Regions from separate parts of the Mus musculus genome. Here all the other regions are linked to region 6. A link is a contact called in public promoter capture Hi-C data. All regions are on one chromosome and are shown on one strand. The core of a region is the stretch at or near the end of the contact, and the rest is flanking DNA. Distances in the headings are between cores, read along the strand shown.

Evidence for each region. Promoter capture Hi-C pulls out the DNA fragments that hold promoters and counts their contacts.
Region 1: a promoter capture Hi-C map of cranial neural crest shows a contact between it and region 6. The contact joins the promoter of Cd200 here to the promoter of Cip2a in region 6.
Region 2: a contact with region 6 is called in a promoter capture Hi-C map of pre-B cells. The contact joins the promoter of Slc35a5 here to the promoter of Cip2a in region 6. A contact is called at or near these places in 4 of 39 promoter capture datasets (the C10 cell line, cranial neural crest, frontonasal cranial neural crest and 1 more).
Region 3: a promoter capture Hi-C map of pre-B cells shows a contact between it and region 6. The contact joins the promoter of Atp6v1a here to the promoter of Cip2a in region 6. A contact is called at or near these places in 2 of 39 promoter capture datasets (cranial neural crest and pre-B cells).
Region 4: a promoter capture Hi-C map of pre-B cells shows a contact between it and region 6. The contact joins the promoter of Abhd10 here to the promoter of Cip2a in region 6. A contact is called at or near these places in 6 of 39 promoter capture datasets (the 3T3-L1 cell line, the C10 cell line, cranial neural crest and 2 more) and 2 of 484 Hi-C or Micro-C datasets (the G1E-ER4 cell line and pre-B cells).
Region 5: a contact with region 6 is called in a promoter capture Hi-C map of pre-B cells, with 5 times the contacts expected there. The contact joins the promoter of Cblb here to the promoter of Cip2a in region 6. A contact is called at or near these places in 1 of 39 promoter capture datasets (pre-B cells) and 2 of 484 Hi-C or Micro-C datasets (pre-B cells and rod photoreceptor).

What each region holds. Positions count from the first base shown.
Region 1 is chr16:45,407,606-45,410,909 of GRCm38.p6, forward strand. It overlaps Cd200 (CD200 antigen), which reads right to left and starts at 1,448. Exons shown (of 6, transcript NM_010818.3): 1 at 1,251-1,448. The coding sequence starts at 1,262.
Region 2 is chr16:45,157,378-45,160,502 of GRCm38.p6, forward strand. Slc35a5 (solute carrier family 35, member A5) reads right to left here and starts at 1,296. Exons shown (of 7, transcript NM_028756.4): 1 at 1,005-1,296; 2 at 84-269. The coding sequence starts at 249. It overlaps Atg3 (autophagy related 3), which reads left to right and starts at 1,452. Exons shown (of 12, transcript NM_026402.3): 1 at 1,452-1,794. The coding sequence starts at 1,723.
Region 3 is chr16:44,137,492-44,140,618 of GRCm38.p6, forward strand. Atp6v1a (ATPase, H+ transporting, lysosomal V1 subunit A) reads right to left here and starts at 1,768. Exons shown (of 15, transcript NM_007508.6): 1 at 1,471-1,768. Naa50 (N(alpha)-acetyltransferase 50, NatE catalytic subunit) reads left to right here and starts at 2,300. Exons shown (of 5, transcript NM_001347239.1): 1 at 2,300-2,620. The coding sequence starts at 2,613.
Region 4 is chr16:45,741,439-45,744,610 of GRCm38.p6, forward strand. Abhd10 (abhydrolase domain containing 10) reads right to left here and starts at 1,517. Exons shown (of 5, transcript NM_172511.4): 1 at 1,339-1,517. The coding sequence starts at 1,453.
Region 5 is chr16:52,030,094-52,033,429 of GRCm38.p6, forward strand. Cblb (Casitas B-lineage lymphoma b) reads left to right here and starts at 1,456. Exons shown (of 18, transcript NM_001033238.1): 1 at 1,456-1,592; 2 at 2,916-3,097. The coding sequence starts at 2,930.
Region 6 is chr16:48,992,585-48,995,892 of GRCm38.p6, forward strand. Cip2a (cell proliferation regulating inhibitor of protein phosphatase 2A) reads left to right here and starts at 1,604. Exons shown (of 21, transcript NM_172616.2): 1 at 1,604-1,795. The coding sequence starts at 1,694. Dzip3 (DAZ interacting protein 3, zinc finger) reads right to left here and starts at 1,558. Exons shown (of 32, transcript NM_001110017.2): 1 at 1,206-1,558.

The sequences.
Region 1 (3,304 bases), core at 198-2,697, 3.6 Mb before region 6:
GTGTGTGTGTGTGTGAGAGAGAGAGAGAGAGAGAGAGAGAGAGAGAGAGAGAGAGAGAGACCTACATGAAAAATGAATGAATTTCCTGTTTAGTCTGGAGTCCCACTCCCAAGAGATCTTATTGTGCATATGCAAATATACAAAAATCTTTATTAAATAGCATTTTTGAATGGTAAAGATCCTAGGAGCTTGCCTACTGCAAACCCAGCAAGTCAGTGCTGCAGCAATATCACAGGTGTGAGGTGACAATTCCACGGTTAAAACCCTGAAGACAGTGCCCAGAATTTAACGGATGCTAAAAGATTAACCAATCAAGAATTAACTAGAGAGTCCAATCATGAAGATTCAAAAAAAAAAATCCTCCTACAATTCTTATCAAGAAGGTGGATGTTCATTAGCTCCTGGGTCTTAGCTGACAACTCCACAGCTGCTAGGTGCATAGCCCCATTCCCCTATTCTTTCTAGGTCTGATTTTGTACCTTATTTCATTGCAGCCACAGAGACTTGGAGAGAAAAAAAAGAACCTCTCTCTCCGATTCTTTGTAAAACAGAAAGCAATTCCTTGTTTGAACATTAAGAGCATCTAGCTGACAGATCCACATTCCTCTTTGTTAAGAAAGGTAACACAAGTCGGTCTTTGTCAGCCTGATGAAAAGTGGTACCTGGGGTTTAATTGCGTTTAGATTCGCATTCAATTCTACCAATTCCGTGTGTATAAAGAATAAGGCGTATGACCACCCTTCCTTTTAAAATTTTCTGCCTTGTAAACAGTACCAAAGACTCAAAATGTCGGCCTCTCCTCTAAATACCTTGGCATTTAACAAGACCACTAAGCTGTGGCTTGCTCGCTGCAGTACTGCTAGATGCTTCATGGTTTCCTAGGCAAGGAGCAGAAATGCAGCAAGAGAGGGGGTGAGAAAGAGAGCAAGCGAGATTACTAGGCTACACCCCTGCTGCAGGTTAAGGACCAACATAGGGGACGCAAAGAGCTACTCCTCCCCTTCTGGGAGCCATGGAGCTCAGGCCGTGTTTTCGCAATGGAATCGCAGCAAGGAGCAAAGCCGCCCACCCTAGATACACGCGTTCCCCGGGCTTTCTCCGGCCGGTGCCTCCTTACAGAGCTCCGAGCCCCGGATACCACTTCTCCAAAGAACAGCTTCCTTGCTTTTCTCGCAGGCTCCACTGGCTTCTGAGAGCCGCGGCTCCAGATCGCCCATTCCGCCCTCCTTCGCATCTCAGATTCCACTCACCAGACTGCCCATCCTTGCTCTGGGCCGCAGCTAGACACCAGCTTCTCGGGGTCTGAGCTCTTCCACGATGGAGGATATCTCCGCAACACCTGTGAGCAGGGACACTACTATTCGCCGTAGAGAGAGCCCCCTCCACTGCACAGGCAGACTCTACAGCTCCTCTAGTGTGGAGGAAGAGACGACCAACCAACCACGCCCTCTACAACCTCATCCCTAGCCCCTGCCCCCGCCCCCGCCAGGTTCTCGCCTTTTAGAGTAATATAGCAAAAATGTGAAAGAATCACTCTATATTTTTTTCATTTTAGATTTATTTATCTTATTTTACATGTGTATGCATGTTTCGTCTGCATTCCCATCACTGGCCTCTCTCCCGTGCCAAATGGCAGTATAGGGTGACGTAGTCCATACAGAAAAATCAGAGTGGGAACTAACTTGAGTGGACAGTAATTTGAGTCAGAAACCTGGTGCATCCTGTGGTTCTGTACAGCAAAAGATAAACACGGAGAACAGAACAATAGTGTGTGTGTGTGTGTGTGTGTGTGTGTGTGTGTGTGTAGGGGGAAGGTAAGGAGCTTCATACAGACACCCTGGGGGAAAAAAAAAAGGAAAACTTTATTTTACGATTTGTTATATTAAAGGCCAGTGCGAGTGTGTGTGTGTGTGTGTGTGTGTGTGTGTGTGTGTGTGTGGTTACCAGGTACCTCATCTAGAGCTTTAGAGGTCCTAAGGGCTCAGAGTTACCTGTGAACACACTTCCTGAAAACCCAAAAGCACTTTCTTTCTGCTAATCAGATTGTCCTGCAGTATTCCTTAAAACAGATGAGAACCAAGGGACAGATCAAATGAGTCACAGGAAGCCCTGGAACTGAGGTTTTTCCTTGATGAAAGCTTTACAGAAACGATTGACTATATTGGTGACATTTCTGTTTCTGTACTAGAGTAGAAACCTGTGGAAAAAGATTTGTTGGGCTTATAGCTACAGGAGGAGAGTCTCTAAGTGACCAGGAGGCATGGTACCAGGCTGCCAGAGAGATCACATCTTCAATCACAAGTATAAAGCAGAGAGAGAGAGAGAGAGAGAGAGAGAGAGAGAGAGAGAGAGAGAGAGAGAGAGAGAGAGAGATCGAGAAAGAGAGAGAGAGGAGAGAGAGACTTGGGACCTACAACTGAAGGTCACCCTCTAAAACCTGACAGTGGGACCCATTGCTGAGGTCAACTTTCATTCAGCTCACTGAACATAGAGAGGCTAGAGCTGAGGTTTGGACTCTAGACTCTAGTCTCTCTGGTGTGAGAAGGTATTCTACAGACCATGAAAAGACAAACCTGGACACTAAACCTGCCTCTAAATCCTCTACCCACAATATGTCCTGCCTATGAGATTTTAGTAGAAAATGTGAGGGAGTGACCAACCAATGTTTAGTTTAACTTGAGGCCCACCCTATAAGAGAGAGCTTGTACCTATATTGCCTGGATGGTCAAGAACCAGATAATGGAAAGCCCAGAGTCCTAGGGTAGAACCAAACACAGCTGGGGAAAGAAAGAAGGAAAGAGAGAGAAAGACAGAAAGAAAAAGAGAAAGAAAGAAAGAAAGAAAGAGAGAGAGGGAGAGAGAGAAAGAGGGAGAGAGAGAAAGAAAGAAAGAAAAAGAAAGAAAGAAAGAAAGAAAGAGAGAGAGAGAAAGGGGGAGAGAGAAGAAGAAGAAGAAAAAATGGAAGGAAGAAAAGAATGATTCTTAATGACATTCTGCTATACTAATAGATTGGGGCCTTGACCAGCTGTCATCAGAGAGGCAGCAACAGATAAAATCTGGTTCAGAGACCCACAGACAGACATGTGGAGAGAGTCTAAACCAAAGGTCTTCCTCAAGTCCCTTCCCTCTGACTGCATCCTATTCCTTCTCAGTACTCTCTGCTGCCCAGATAGCACACATACTCTACCTTAGCCTCTCGAGTACTGGGAATACAGATGTGAGCAACCATGGGAGGTTATTTTTTATGTTGGTGCCAACAATACTCTTTTCTTATAGATGGCATTTCATAAGTATGCATGAGGAC
Region 2 (3,125 bases), core at 46-2,545, 3.8 Mb before region 6:
AAAAGGCATCACGTATAATTTATTCATAAGAACACCAGGCAAATGATTAAAAGCACCCCATACACATTTCCATTTTAACTCACCTTCATTGGCAGAGTATTTTACCAGTAAGATTCGACTTGAACTTAGAGTAATGAATATAATGCCTAGCAGGAATGTGTACAGCGTTGGTGGGCCTAACCCAGGGCGCCTGGAGCATTTTCTTTCCATTCCACGGGTTTTTAATTGCCTTAAGAAGATCACTTTCATGAGCAGCCCCGTCGGCAGACCTAAGGATTAAACACAATGCAAAGACTGAAGACTGTGAAGAATAGAAAAGGAAACCTGTAGAAGTCTGGCCACAACTACAGCAGACGGAAGACAGCCGAGGACAACAGAGAGGACTTAAAGGAAACAAACCATACTGCCAACATCTGATAGGAGAGGCAAGTCTCAAGACAGAGAGGGGATGGCCAGATTGGAAATAAGTTAGGAAATGTGTAACTGACAGTTTGGGACTGCAGAAAAGCAGTTTATTCGTATTAACTTTGGTCCACAAGGAATGAATTTTGGAATGGCCTTTCCTTTCAGAGCAGAAAAAGAGCTCACTGGGAACGATTCTTTTACAGAAGCGACCTCAGTGCAAATAGTTGAATCACAGCTAATGACTCTTAAGTGAACCAGGATGGGACCAGAAGGCTCATCTTGGGTCAGTGAGCCTAACTGGTCGGTCTTTCACGACAGATGGTCACGAAACTCCAGGCAGGGTAAATACTTGCCCAACGCGCACAGGTAGGATGGGAACATAGAGCCGTCAAGGGCCGCAGACACAGGCCCAAATCAGAGAGCAGGTGGGCACAAGCCAATGGACAGAAGGCCAATGGGTCAGCACTCCTCCCACCTCCACCAGGTTTCCCTCACTGTCAGGGAAACCCTCCCACACATGCGCAATAGGAATCGCGGGCGGCTCCCAAGCCCCTTAACACGCTCGAGCCACAACACTCAGCCCGCGAGGGCGCGGTTACCTCAGTCGCTCAGGGAAGGTTCTAGTGCAAGAACGGACATCATAGAGCCGACATAGTGACTGCCTAAGTTCGTAGTAGCAGCAGTAGGTTTTGAAGGCCCATTGGTGGGGAAACTATGAGCCGGGAGCAAAGGCGACAAAAAACAAAAAACAAAAACAAAAACAAACAAAAAACAATAAAAATCAACCCTTCTCACGCTGCCTTCCAGGGCTGGAATACAAAGCTAAGAGCCGCCCGCTAGGGAAGAGCAGCCTGAGCGGCCATTGCGCAGGCGCGCTCATTCCAGCGCTTCCGGGGGGCGGGCCGGAGGGAGCAGAGGCCGGCCGGTCCCGCCCCCGCGGGCCTCCTTTTGTCACGTGTCCTGGGAGAGTCGAGTCACGTGAGGCCTTAGGTGGCGGCGGGGCTGTTGGGAGAGTGTGAGAAGAGGAAGGGGAAGCCGGAAGGGGTGTTCAGTGGAGCTCCGGGGAAGAGAGACAGCTTGGAGAAGGCCGGGGGCTGCGCGCGCACCCGCCTCTCGCTCAGCCGGCTTGGGCCCTCTGCGGTGGCGGCCAGGTGACAGCTGGGCCGGGCCTCCGCGTGTCGCCGCCCCTCCCCCCCGGCCGGGCCGGTGCCGCTGCGAGGTTCGATGCCAGTCGGGCACGTCCGGGGCAGTTTTTGACTCCCCTGTGGCCCGGATTGCGACAGTCCCTCCGTGCCCTATCGCTGCTCCAGCCCCAGGATGCAGAATGTGATCAACACGGTGAAGGGAAAGGCTCTGGAAGTGGCCGAGTACCTGACCCCGGTCCTCAAGGTAAGCGGGGAGGGTCTGGCTTGCTCTGCCCTGGTTGCCCAAGTCCCGGTCCCCAGCGTGGACGGGGTGTAGAAGGTGGAGGGGCGAGTCGCGCGGCCGGGTGCTGCCTCTTGCCTTGGGCTCCTGGGCCAGTCCCAAGGCTTGCTGGCTTCCCCGCTTCCACTAGAGTGAAACTGGGTGCCTGCTGTCTCCACTGATCAGTGCCGCCTTGGAGTGCACGGCTAGGTGGTGCGGAGCAGAGGTACGAACGTTCTGACATCCATAGTCTTTTAAATAGGTAGACTGGGTTAACCTTTGAAAAGATGACAGCTTGGTGGCTAAACAGCATGCCACGTTTCCTTCCAAGTTTCATAGGAAGTTTTGCTTTTCGGGTGATCTAATTCCCAACTTGCTTAGGTTTCAGAGGAACATAGTAAACTGTGACATGTTAGTAACTCTGAGCCGAACTAGAGCGAAACTTGACGTTTCTCAAGCCTTTAAGGTAGCCGTAAGTGATTATTAATCTTGGACTTGAGTGATCCTACAGCAACAGTTCAGCACAGCCGATTGTATATTGTATAGATTGGAAACACTATTGACATTTTTAGGTGAAAGTTGTGATAGGTTAGCTGTTAGCACAGATTGGATTACTTGCTTTCAAAAGTAAAATTTCAGGGCTTCATTCAGAGCTTTCTTACACCTTCTAGGCTACATACGGTAACTTGATTTTGCTTTGTAAAAAGCAAGCAGTAAAAGAGAAACAGATAATTTTGCGTAGTTTTTGTTCTGTACTTAGCTTTCAGTTAGAATTTTACCAATCTTAGTGCAGGGGTGAAATCTGCTGATGGGCAGAGTAGGCTGTTCGATCTTTCCTTGGCAAGGGGGGAATGCTTTCCAATAATTATTACCAAAATACTTTTGGGCCAGGCGTTGGGGTTGCACACCTTTAATCCCAGCACTTGAGAGGTAGAGGCAGGCGGATTTCTGAGTTCAAGGCCAGCCTGGTCTACAGAGTGAGTTCCAGGACAGCCAGTGCTACACAGAGAAACCCTGTCTCGAAAAATACCAAAAAATAAAGTAAAATAAAATAAAATACTTTTGAAAAAAATACATTTTTGGATCAAGTTTGAAGAATCTGGAACAATTGCGAATGTTTCTTTTATATGTATACAGTGACAGTCATTTTAGTTAAGATTTACTCTTTTACTTAAGAATTGGAAAATAATTTCTACATTGACATCAAATGCTTCTTTTGTATGTTATACTTCCAGAATATTGTATCTGTGTAGATTCACAGTGTTTTAATAATGTACCATCAATTTAACTTTTAGTCTGAGGGAGAGATGAGCAAA
Region 3 (3,127 bases), core at 518-3,017, 4.9 Mb before region 6:
ATAAGAAAATCTGGAAAGGGGGGGGGGGGAGCACCAATCAATGTAAGATAATCATTCCATCTTTTTCCTATTTTTTTTTCTTTCTAGTATGAGGGTTGGACCCAGTACACCAAGCTTACATGGAAGCAAGAACCATATCCCCGAGCCCCCAGCAGAGTTTAAAACAGATTCCTCAATTACATTGCAGAGAACTAAGATTTAACTGAAAATCTTATTTCCCCTAAGAAAATGTATCATTTGGGTTATAAAAGTCAAATCTGTGATTTTGTAAGGCCTTCGGCTTCAAAACAAGGAACGTTCTAAGTTTGTAGCACAAATAAAAGAGTTTAGCCCCAAACTGAAGAACATTCCTTCAGTCAAGTACATTGTTTGAGGTTTAAACATTGGCTACTACGGTGCACATAAAATGGAGTACAAAGGGTTGGGTAACCCTAGGCAAAACCATTTCTGTATTTTCACAAAATATTATGCACTCTCAAGTCTGAGAAGGGTCACTTGAATTTTTTAACAAATGCAAAAGCGAATTAAGAGCACAAGCATTACTTCACAAATTTTAAACTGACTGGGAAGGGCAATTATGTAGGACTTAAAAGAAATGTCAAAAAGGAATGACCCACAGGCAGAAAACATGAAGTCAGTAATGTCTAGACTCGATCTTCTAGTCTTTAAACTATACACACATGGATTTGGATTAATGATGTTTTCAGCCTGATCAGTTTCCGTAAAATTACTTCCCCTTCGGGAAAACCTCGTCACTTTCCCATAAGCTAGTCTGGGTCTCCAGCCCAACAAGGCAACACCACCTTTCATCACCTTCCCAACCAACCGAGACTGTCGCATTACCAACACCCTGTTCTGAGGAGAGTACAACCACCTTCTCTCCGAAAAAAAAGGTGTAAGGCCCGCTCTTACCCTTCCAGTCTCATCTGAAGACTCCCTGAACCTCTGCAAGGATGTCGGCAAACCCTTAGGATCACTGAGAACGCACATTTGTGGGGAAAGCCCTTCAGTGTGACTCTGCAGTGAGGGCCATCTCAGTGACATCCCCTCCCAAGCCTGTCTCACCGGAGACGCCTCTGCCTCCCGGGGTTTTCCTACCATCCGGATCACCCGGGCCATGGCCTTTCCCAAGGAAGGAGTTTAGGGGAATGGGATCCGTCGGTTGTTGCAGACCCCCAAGAAATAGCTAACACAATCCTACCACCTGAATCAGCCCCAAAGGCTCCAAATAGGGAACCATAATGGCCGTACTCGCTCTCAACCCAGGGAAAAGGTGGGCATCATAATCCCTAGTCAATGGACCACGGTGATGGTGAAGGGCCAGGGGTCTAGCAGAAATGAGCTCCTCGCCCGTGCAGGAGGACAACGGAAAGGGAGCCCCAAGCATCCGCAGGCCGCGATTCACACACCCTATCTGCTCTCACCCTGTCAATCGTCCCCACCAGCCACGAGTTACCTGTCGCACCTCACCTGCCCGGGCTCGAAATGCAGAAAGTGTACCTAGACGGGACCCAGAGGCTCTGTCACTGAGAGAGGGGAAGTCTTCAGCTGCAGGAGGCGGGCCAGTCCTAGCTAGTCATGTGTCCTCAAGCCCCACCCCGCTTCCCCTCGCCCGTCACGCCGCGTCTCGCAGGCTTAAATCTTTGCGGACCGCCTTGGATGTGAATGGTTCCGCGACTTCAGAAAAGCGTTAGTTTCTTTTTCTTTTCTTTTTCTTTTTTTTTTTACAATGACGGGGGTTACAGAAACTACAGTACAGAAGACGAGGATGGCAAGGGTTAAAGTGCATTGCTAAGGAAGTGACGCTAAGTCACGCTCTAGGGACCGGAAATGGCCATGAGTCCCGCCTCTAAGGCCCCAGTAAAATCCTGGGCTGGAAGACGTTAAGCCTATCACGTGATTTAAAAAAAAAAAAACCCTGTGAGGTTTGCCTGCTGGAGGATCGCCAAGTTATCCGGACCCATCACTACCTTTTGAATTTAAAACACATTTACTGCAAGTTCCCATGGGCTTTCTTACATTGAGAAGAATCCGTTTTACAAAACCCTATTAGTCGGCCAGAGGGTTTGAAGGTCACTGGAGGGCTAGAAAGGAATCGGGGTGGGGGGCGGGAAAGGCTGATCCTGCTGGCTTGAAAGCGAGAGAAGGGTGGAAAGATCCGGATTTTGCCGCCGGAGCCTACCAAGCCAGATCCCCTAGAGAGTGTCGCAAAGGGTGGGAGGAGCTAGCGGGCCGTAGGCCCGGCCCCTGGAGAGCGGGGGGCGGGGAATCCTGGCGGCGCGGAGCACTGCGCCTGCGCGCGACGCGGCGGCCGCGCCGGCGCGTTGAGGGGCGGGGTGAAAGGTCACAGCGCGGCGGCGGGTCTGGCTGGCGGCAGCTGCGGGCGGGAGCCGAGTGTCCCGAGTGCACGTGTGGAGGAGCGGCGGCGGCGGCAGCGCGGCGGCAGATTTCCCCGCGTCTCCCGGAGCCTCAGGGCCTGGCTTGGCTTCTCAGCCAAAAGACCGGCGTGTGGGGTTGAGTGGTCTGAGCTCAGGGCGCGGGCGGAGAGCTCCGGGCGACGAGGACGACGGCGTTGGCGGCGGCTGTAACGACGGCCTCAGCAGACGGGGAAGATGAAAGGGTGAGGAAGGGCAGCTGGCGGGGGTGTGGGGGGGACCCCGGCGGCCGGGGCCCAGGAGAGGGGCGTGGGTCGATGGACAGGGAGAGCGCTGCGGGGAAGAGACGCGCGCGAAGCCCGGGCGGAGGGTCATGGCCGGGCTTCCCCGGTCCCGCGGCTCCCGGAGGGGGGCGGAGGCTAGGCCGGCTGTTGGCGGGCTGAAGGGCCGACGGAGGCAAGGGCGCGAGTCCACGGTTTCACGTGTGTGCACCGCCTGAGATCACGGGGAGGAGGAATGAGGCGCCCGGGGGCCTCTTCCCGGGAGCGCACCACCGAGCCACCTGAAGGTGCTCCTCCAGATCCGGGAACGGCGCTGTGGCCGCGGGCTTTGACACGTTGCGGGTTTTCTTAAGACTTGTGGGCCGTGCAGAACCTTCTGGAGGGAAAAGGAATTGGAATAAAGAGCACGGGGGATGAGTGCTAGGAGCTAGTGACTCAACGGACTTGGGTTGGGTCAGAGCGAGTGGAGGA
Region 4 (3,172 bases), core at 267-2,766, 3.3 Mb before region 6:
GGTCTCTCCCATGTGTACTGCTAAGATTTTTTCCCATTTTTAATCTGTCCAGTTTATTTTCGAGAAAAAAAATAATGAGTAGAGAGTCTGACAGTGCACCCCAATAACCACACACACAAGAGCCACAGGCGGGGGGGCCACTACCATTTCCAGGTCACCTTGTTTTGTACAATGAGTTGTAGGAAAGACAGAGGCTATGTAGTGAAACCCTGTCTCACAAACATCAACAATCCATACCCCCGACCCCAAACACACACAAAGAATCAAATGCTTTAAAGTTATCCCTTGTTTGTGTCAAACAGATTCAAGGTTTTAGTCTCTGGAAAAATGTGCCAAGTTTAAAACTGGATTTAAAACAAGGCTACAGGGGATCAGTTTACTGGTCAATAGATTGTATCAATATTAATGTTCATTTTCCATTTCTTTAATTATATACTCAAAGTATCCTTTTATCCCCTTTCAGACATTACCTCCCAACAAATAAATTTCATTTCAGGCAGTTACTCTGAAGTGATGTTTGTTAGCTATAAAACAACAGATCCAACCTTCAATCTATAAATCATCTTTATATAATATAGATTAGCTGAAAGCCTGATGCATATATTGTCAATGAATACTGTTAAAGAAATTTAAAAATATATTTTACTCTTGTTATCGAACTGACATACTTGTGTGTGTGTATGTACAGTGTTAAGTTAAACCGATTACATACTTGAAAAAACTAAACTTGTTATATAATGGCATTAGTATTCCAAGCACTATGTAGCTATCTAATAGCTGTGTGGCAAGATGTGAAGAGGACACCAAGGATGTTATTTAAGGATAACTATACATGTACACAAATCATGTATTCTACGCATGTAATACTACTGATCCACATTTTAGCTTCCATTGTAGAGTAACTCCAATTCTTTAAACAAGAACAATCAGATATTAGGTCTAAAGACAGCATTTACATGTATATACATACATACTTTGTTTCCTCAAGTCCATGACAGGCAAGGCTAACCACTTGACATATATCCATATGAAAAGCTCTAGGAGCAGCTAATAACCAAACACATTAAATGCACATCTTATTTTTTTTCTTTCTGCTCTTGACGTTTGATTCAGAGGACGTAGGAACTCCTTAAATCGCAGTGTAACCGCTAACAAGGACTTCCAAGAACGCCGCAGGGCCTCAGCAGAAAAGCAGACTCCCCTAGCCTTGCCCAGCAGCGTTCAGTGCCGAGACAGCCAGAGCAGTTTTAAATGGCGCGCCAAGCCGGCTCCAGACGGGCACTGGACGGTCGCCGGGCCTTCCAAAGAGCCCCAGTGCCCCACCTTCCGTACACTAACCTGAGAGCCACCATGCCCGTGGGGGCTTCCGAGCTAGTGACGCGCTCAGGCCCGGGTGCCGGCCGAAGGACACAGCCGCCCAGCCCCACCTCCGACAAGGGGCCCAGGCCGCCATCTTCCCAGCTGCCCCTGCGCCCGCTACAGACGCGCGCAGGTCGCGCGGTCCCGAGGTCACGCACGCGCAGTCCGCGGGGAGCGGGGTGGGGTGGGGGTGGGGGTTGCTTACAAGCATCACGTGGGATTTGTTCACCTCCTCCCCCCCCCGCCCCCGGGCGCGGAGACGCATGCGCAAAGGTGCTGTCTGGGGTACTGCTGTCTCTACTGGGTTGTTCTGTCTCCCCCAAAGGGCATTTGGCTTGTGACATTGGGCGGCCTTGGCCGGTATTTTTCGCAGTAAGCTGCGGAAATGTCGGAGAGGAGCCAGGGTCAAATTGAGCGTGCATAGATGGGAAACCGTGTTATCATCCAGAGAAACCAAAGACCTGGGACAAAAATTGCTAGGCTTCTTGCCTTACCCATTCATTCCCTATGACTCCATTTCAGCTATGGGGGAAAGGTTTCCAAGAGGCGACCTTAATCTTAAAGTCACATCATTGGAGTCGCATCAACATTCTTTGATCTCTCCCAAACATTTTCCCACTCACCAGATTGCTGAAAATTCAAAGGAGCAGCCACAGGCAAAATTACTGAAAACACTCATTCACATATGGTTGCTTGATGGGTAACTATCTAAAGTCTTTTGTCAGGCAATCTGGCCATGTTATTATAATACACACAATTTTCAGTACGCTTTGAACTATCATGCCCTTTATGACTATTCTAAATATTGGCGCAAGACATCCCAAGACCAAATTCCCAGCACAAAAAGGAGATTTGCCCCAGAGACACAAAGGGCAGAGAGCAAAAGACAAAGACTAGAAATGGGGAGGAGGGAGAAGAAGGAGGAAAGAAGAGAGGAGGAAGGGTTTTTTTGTTGGGGGAGGGGGCACATAGGACTGCCTCTGAATCGACAGGAGACAGACATGGCTCATAGGAATATGGCTGTTTATAAAGGTTAAAGGGTGAACCCCATGTACGGATGAGGTGTTTAATTGGACAGGTTAGTTAGGACAGCCACAAGGGGGCTTTTGATTGCTGGACTTAAATACTTTGATTTCTGGACTAGGTTTAGCAGGAAGTGACCAAATAAGGGAATAGACCTTGGGGGCTACAGTTTCTAGCAAGGCAGAGGAAATGAGAGAGAAGGACCAGGCCTTCCAGAGACATGTTTGCCATGCTCAAGGTGGCTAGAGTCCCTTCAAACAGGAGTTCATAAGGCTCTGTGTTACCTTCAATAGCACCGTTTTGTTGTTGTTGTTGTTGTTGTTGTTGTTGTTGTTTTTTAACAAGGGGGTGGGGGAATGGCAGGGAAGGGGGTGAATCAATGGCAATAGAAAATAATTCAATTAATTGTGATACTAGGGTCTCTGGATTCTGACATCTTTCAAAATAATTTTGGCAGCCTCAAGTCTCACTAAGTATAGGACTTTATCTTGTCTATTCTGCTTGAAATTTCTGTACTTTGTGAAAAAAATATATGTTTTTATGTAAAACCACTTTATTTGTCTCAGTTTGTTTTGTCAGATTGAGGACCTAGGAAGGAAGGATTTTTAATTGGACAATTGTCTACACCCATAAGATTGGCCTGGAGGCACGTCTGTGGGGGGCATTTTCTTGATTGCTGATTGATGTAGGTGGTCCTAGCCCTCTGCGGGCCTGGATTGTATAAAATGTCAGTGGCTGTGAGCCTGGAAACAAGTTAGTGAGCAATATTCCTTGGTGGTCTCTGCTTCAA
Region 5 (3,336 bases), core at 206-2,705, 3.0 Mb after region 6:
TCCAGACTTGTACTTTACTGCCTGATTGCCTAAAGGGTCACATTTTGGTTGTTTCCATTACATGAAAATCATAACAATCTGAATTTAGGATTGCAGGACATTCTATGACCACTCAGGAGCCTTCACAGTAATAATTGTAGCACTAAAATACTTATTAGGGATTGGCAGAACCACTGAGACACATTTATCAGGATAGTTGGTTAGAAAATGCTTATATGTATGTATGTATGTATGTACATATGTATGCTTATGCATGTATGCACGTATGACATTTTTAAAAAGTGCAAAGTATTACACCCAGGAGCTCAAGGTGTGAGGTGTATCCATACTACCAATGACAGAGGAAATCACTCCCAGGTATGTAAACCTGGGGCAAATGGTACGAGCATGGTGAACCAAATAGAGAGAATCATGGAACTTGTCTAATGTGTGATTCTGATGACAGAAGGGCCCTGGCATTTCACTGTAAGCGTTACCAGACTGTTTTCTTTTACACGGCTATCAAGGACGGAGCCCAGAAAGAGACGAACACTGGAAGAGGATGGCAGAAACAGGGTTGTCATTAAAATGAAGATTCATCTACATAGAAGAAAAGTGACTCTGGCAAAAATCCAACAGCAGAGTTCTTTACTGGAATCCAGGGGAAAACTTGTTTGGAATATAAAGGTGTCAAACAGATTAGTAATCCCCATTGTGTGGAGTTTTTACTGTCCTGGGACGATTTACAGAGACTATTTAGCTGAGAGTTGTCAAGTATTTGCTTTCTCATCAGCCTGATGTTTGATCTGGAATCCTTCTAGAACTAATAGTAAAAGGGAAACATTTCAGAAATTTAGGAAGTTTTAGTTGGCACTCGGGTTTTACTCCTAGCCTACTCTATGTGAGGGTAACCTTCATCTTAGGAGCTATGGGACTGCTGCTCTTTATTTGACAGTCAACAAGAAACATGGTCTTGGACCTATTTGGCTGCTCTCCTGGGTAGCAGTTTGGCAGCCCTAGGGAGATGAATTTCTTAAGCCTGGGACCCGCCCAGAGCTGAAAAGCAGCACCACCCTGGCAGCCTCTACTCTGTTGCTATGAAACAAAGACTAGGAAGGTGAGTGAGGCAGGAAGTCCCGCCTTTTAGCCCCAGTTGGCTTAGACTCCCGCTCGGGGCGCTCACGCCCACCTGCGCACCCCTCATTGGTTAGCTCCCCGGCGCCTTGCTGCTACTTTTTCAGTTCCTTTCCTCGTTCCACTTTTGTTCCAGGCTAGCCTAGGTCCATTTCCCAACGAGTTCTTCTCCAAGTGGGACGCAGTGGAGTGGGCCTTCCTCTGGGGCCATTGTGTACCGTGGAGGACGTGGACTGGGGGGTAGCGCGGGAGGAGCGTCTCGTCCCGCCCATTGGCTCCGCCCGCTGTCTGGCAGAAAGCAGCCTCTCAGGATTGGTTCGAAGACTCAAGGCTCCGCCTTAGCTCCGCCCCACGCCTTGGTCTCCGGGGATGGCTCAGGGGTGGGGTGGCCAGTGAGTGGTCTCCTCCTCCGGCGGGCGCTGCGGCGGCCTCCCGAGTGTGGCGCGGGACTGCCGGGCGGGCGTGGAGCTTTTTGCACGGTAATTGCCGCGTCCCCGCGTCTCGGTGTTCCTAGATCTCGGTGGCTCCTTCCCCGGAGCGCTCTCCTAGGGCGATTCCACAGAGTCCCCACCCGAGCCACCCCAGCCAGGGCAGCGTGTGTGTGTGGAGTGGGACCCGCGATCACGCGTGGCTCGGGACGGCCGCGGTGACCCGAGTAGAGGAAGGAATGGGTCATCCCGGGGTTGGACGTCTCTTGCTGGCTCGGGGGCCCTGCAGCTGGGCGCGGGCCATCAGGGAGAGGGGACAGCCCTAGCTTCCAGCTGCTGTCGCCGCTGCGGGCCTGAGCCAAGTGGGGATTTAAACAGCAGTCCCTGGCTGGCCCGGGGCCCGGGAGGGAGCGGACTCTGGCTGATCGCCGCCGGTGGGAGGTGCGTGCTACTGGCGCTAGATCGGGCAGGCTGTGGGATTGGGAAGCCAGGACGGGGTCTAGGGCTACTTTATCTTTGCTGAGTTCCTCGTCTCTTTCCCAGACCCCTGAGTGGCGGGCTAGAGGCCCGAGCCTGGAAAGGGTACAGACGTTCTGAAACAAAGCTTTGGACCACTTGATACCGGGTAGGCAGAAGAGGGACCACCGGAGAAGTGAACTCCGCGGTGCGTGCCCGCCCTTGCCGGGTTCTCACCGCTTTTTAAGAAGGGGTTGCTTGTTGGTTTGTTTATTTGGCTCTAGGGAAAAACTACTCACCTCACTGCTTTAAAGAACTATTTGTGTGTCCGCAGCTGCTGGCTTTTGCGGGGGGGGGGGGTGTTGGGGGAATGGAGAGGGGACGCGCGCGCGCGGGGCGCGCGGGGGGGGTATCCAAGTCCTCCGCCTTTGTTGACAAGAGACGTGTCCCTTTTGCGTGTGTGGAGTACTTTGCATTTATGTAATAACTTGGCGAAATCAAACAGCGTGAAGGAGGCTACTGAAGTGAGGCTCCCAACGTGAATTTTAGGAGTTGCAGCTCTAGTATTTCGAATCTGGATTACAGCAGAAGGGGGGGGGGGGACGACATTGTGTTCTTACCTGTTAAAAGTTGTTTTGTTGATGATGTTGAGCTGTAGCTTCATAGAACACGGGCAGAGGATGCATCTTTAACTTTTAGTATTGTAAGAGCAAATCTTGTGTCATGGCTCCTAACTTGGAGGATGCCCTTACTCAGGGTTACTAAAAAGTTGAATCTGGGACCCTGGGCTTTGTCACAGAGACAGCGGAGAATATCATTAATGGGTACAAGTGAGCCTGTTCAGTTCAGGTTCCTGTTGGGGAAATACTTTCATATCCAGCTAACTTTTCCTCTCTTGAAATTCTATCTTGCAAAAAGGACTAAGATTCCAGATGGCAAATTCTATGAATGGCAGAAATCCTGGTGGTCGAGGAGGAAACCCCCGCAAAGGTCGCATTTTGGGGATTATTGATGCTATTCAGGATGCAGTCGGACCCCCAAAGCAAGCTGCAGCTGACCGCAGGACTGTGGAGAAGACTTGGAAACTCATGGACAAAGTGGTGAGTTCAGTCAGTGTGTGTACACGGCCCTCAGCACCCTGAATGCGATTTCTTCGGGTTTTATTTATATGTATGGCTAATAATCACTATTATGGTGATGAGCTTTGTATTTAGGTTGGGCCATTTTTCTTCAACTCTGTGTTTGCAAAAGTTGAATTCAGAGGAAAGACTTTTATTTTTTTATTACTCTTTCTAACTTATTATCTTGCTTTTCAAGTTCCAGAGCCCCTGGGTATTAC
Region 6 (3,308 bases), core at 354-2,853:
TTATGACACTGTGGCAAGTAAGATGTCACTAGGTCACAGGAAGAGATCATTCATTCAGCTTTCAGTTTAGTATGATCTAACTGGATCAGCATCACACACGCATCAGTGATCAAAGCATCATTTTGGGGATATGCCTGTTATGTCAATGGAAGAGATCATTTTTTTTTTTCTTTCTAGCACTTTGGCTTTGTAATAAAGGCTACTATTTCTGAAGCTCAATAAGAATTTACTGAATAAACTATCGTGTAAAATAGTCTACTCTTAGGTTTCACTTCATGAAAAGCCTAAAGCAGTAAAATGCAGAGACACAAAGAGAAAGGTGCAAAAATACTTGTCAGCAAACTGGCTGCTCTTCGTTTTAGTGATGACGCATTCCTCGTTTATGTAGTGAATTCCAACAGTACTTTCCTATTTGGACTATTATTAGATGGTTGCTTCTCCGCAGGCACCACGTCCTCATCTTTGTTCTGAGTGACAGTCAATCCCTAGCCCCGTTATACATGTTTGTTTAAAATGGAATGAATGAATGCATGAATGAATGCACTAGCTACAAACTCTCATGTGACTATCTCAACGGCACAATCTTTTTCCAGCCATCAGTTAGCTTTACTTTTATTTTCTTTTAATATGAACATAAATGACGTCTTTAAAAGGTACCAATACAAACGAGAAAAAAACAAAAAACAAAAAGGAACGTTCCCTGAATTCCCACAATTTCAGAAGAACTTAGTCAAATGGGCATTTACTCGATCCCACAACCTAGCTTAAGCTCCTGAACCAGTTGCTGACTCACTTCGTTATTAGATCCGTGCACATCATTACCTCCGATTAAAATAATAATAATAATAAAATTCTCAACGGTGCCTTTCTTTCTTTTTTTTTTTTTTTTTTTTTTTTTTTGACGCCACAGAAATGTGCAAAATAATCACGCCAGACAAGAACAGGCCCCTCAGCCTACAGACATCAAAGCTGACAAGAACGCGTCCGGGAGCGACTCCGGGATGCTCTCTCTCTATGGGGGGTTCTGACAAATCCTACCGTAAAGTTCCGGCTGCCTCATCACGGAACCCCGACCGCCACAGGTCTTAGCCTGCGCGAGTCGCCTGCGGCCACCAGGGACCAGGGCCGCAGAACCTGAGGCCCCTCTCCCGCCGCCTCCAAACCTACGCCCCCACCCCCAGCTTCGGCGGCTCCGAGTTCCTCACCGTGTCTAGACTAGGGGGGAGCGGCCGTGTCTCGGGCAGAGGCTGAGGCACGCACGGAAAGCCGAGCCCGCCGCGCCCAGGCCGAGGAAGGCCCGGGGACCGAGCCCGCGCGGCACGGAGACCCCCGTTCGCCCCAGAAGCCCTCCACAGAATGAGCCCGCACGAGCTCGTCTCGCGAGATTCCCGCGTGTTCGCGGACCTCCAGCCGAAACCTCGCGGCCTCTCCGCCAAAGGGGGACTGCGGCGGGGGTGGGAGGGGATGGCTCCCTGCCACCTTCCCGCAACCCCAGCGCCTGGAACCCAGGCCCACCCTGCCAATCACCGACTGCAGTCCCACCCGCTGCTCCCAGACTTCCGGAGTCCGACCGGAACAGGAAGCTGCCAGGCGCAAGAGGGGTGGGGCTTAAAAAAAATCAAAAAATGCGCGGCGACCGCTGAAGACAGAGGGTGGCTGGTGTCGGTGGTCGCTGACAGGCCGGCTCGTCGGCATGGATTCCACCGCCTGCTTGAAGTCCCTGCTCCTGAGCATCAGTCAGTACAAGGCCGTTAAGTCGGAGGCGAACGCCACTCAGCTGCTGAGGCACTTGGAGGTAAGGAGGTTCGGGGTGCGAGTGGGTGTCCCCTCCTTCGGTCCCCTCCTGTTTTCTTGTGGGGCCGGAAGATGGAGGTCTCGCCCTGGGCAGACCTGCAGCTGCTTCGCTGTCCTTGCACTGGCGACAGCGACTGGGTGTGCGCAACGAGTGGGTGCCAGGAGGGGATTGTGTACGGACCCAAACCAGGAGGCTTTGGGGTGTATGCGAGCGCAGTGTGTGTGTGTGTGTGTGTGTGTGTGTGTGTGTGTGTGTGTACGGACCCAAACCAGGAGGCTTTGGGGTGTATGCGAGCGCACTGTGTGTGTGTGTGTGTGTGTGTGTGTGTGTTCCGGATCTTTTTTTAAGGTGCTGTATTAGTCAGGGTTCTCTAGAGTCACAGAACTTATGGAGTATCCCTTTATATTAAGTGGATTTATTGTAAGGACTTAAAGTTTCGCTCCTACTAACCCAACAAGTGGGGAAGCTAGCTGTGACTGGGAAGTCCAGGAATCTAGTAGTTGCTCACTCCCTCAACACTAGTTGTTTTCGCTGGTCATCTGTGTAAGCGGGAATCCTGAAGAAGTAGGTTCCAACTGGAAAGTCAGTGTAAGCAGGCAAAGAAGAGTGAGAATTCCCTCTTCCATTGTCCTTATGTAGTCCTCCAGTAGGAGGTAGAGCCCAGATTAAAGGTATGAATCACCACACCTGGATTTGGAACTTGCAATCCCAGCTGGCCTTGAACTCAGGAGACTTGTCTCATTCCCCTGGGATTAAAGGTATGTACTACCTTGCCTGGGCCTACGCTTTTCATGGCCACTATGCCTCGAGATCTGGATCAAAAGCACATCGCCCCATGTCTGAAGCCTGTGTCTTCCAGCCTCAAGATCTGGGCAGATGTGCCCTCCATTTCTGGATTTAGTTCATTCCAGATGTAGCCTTAGTTGACAACTGGAATAGATATCACAAGTGCCTATTTTCTATGTCTGTTTTGTTTTCTTTGTTGAATATTGAGTGGCTTCATTCACCGAAGATAATCAGGGCAATTCATTCAGGTTGTATGTATAAACAGGACTCCTTTTTTTATGTGTAAGTATTTATGTAGATATTTATGTAAGTGTTCCACGGATCCAAAAATACATTTGGATTGTTTTCAGAACTGTGTGGAATTAAGAATAAGTGCATTCCAGTCATATATTTTTATTATGGTTGAACGCAACCCTCTTTTATAAACCTACCAGTAGAACTATCAGGTCTTAAGGGCTTATGTTCCTCTTTTTGTTATTTTAATATTCTTTTAAATGTTTGTCTGTGTGTGATGTATGCGCATGTGTGGGCAGGACCCTCAGAAGGCACAAGGCTCTGTTCCCTGGAGCTGGTCTTGATAGCAGCTGTGAACTCCTTGAGGTACTGCTACTCCAACTCAGATTGTCTGCGGAATAGTGCATGCACCTAGCTGCTGAGCCATCCAGCCCACATCCAGTAATGCTTCATGTTGCTAAAACGCCTTTCAAAAAGACCTTGGCATTACGTA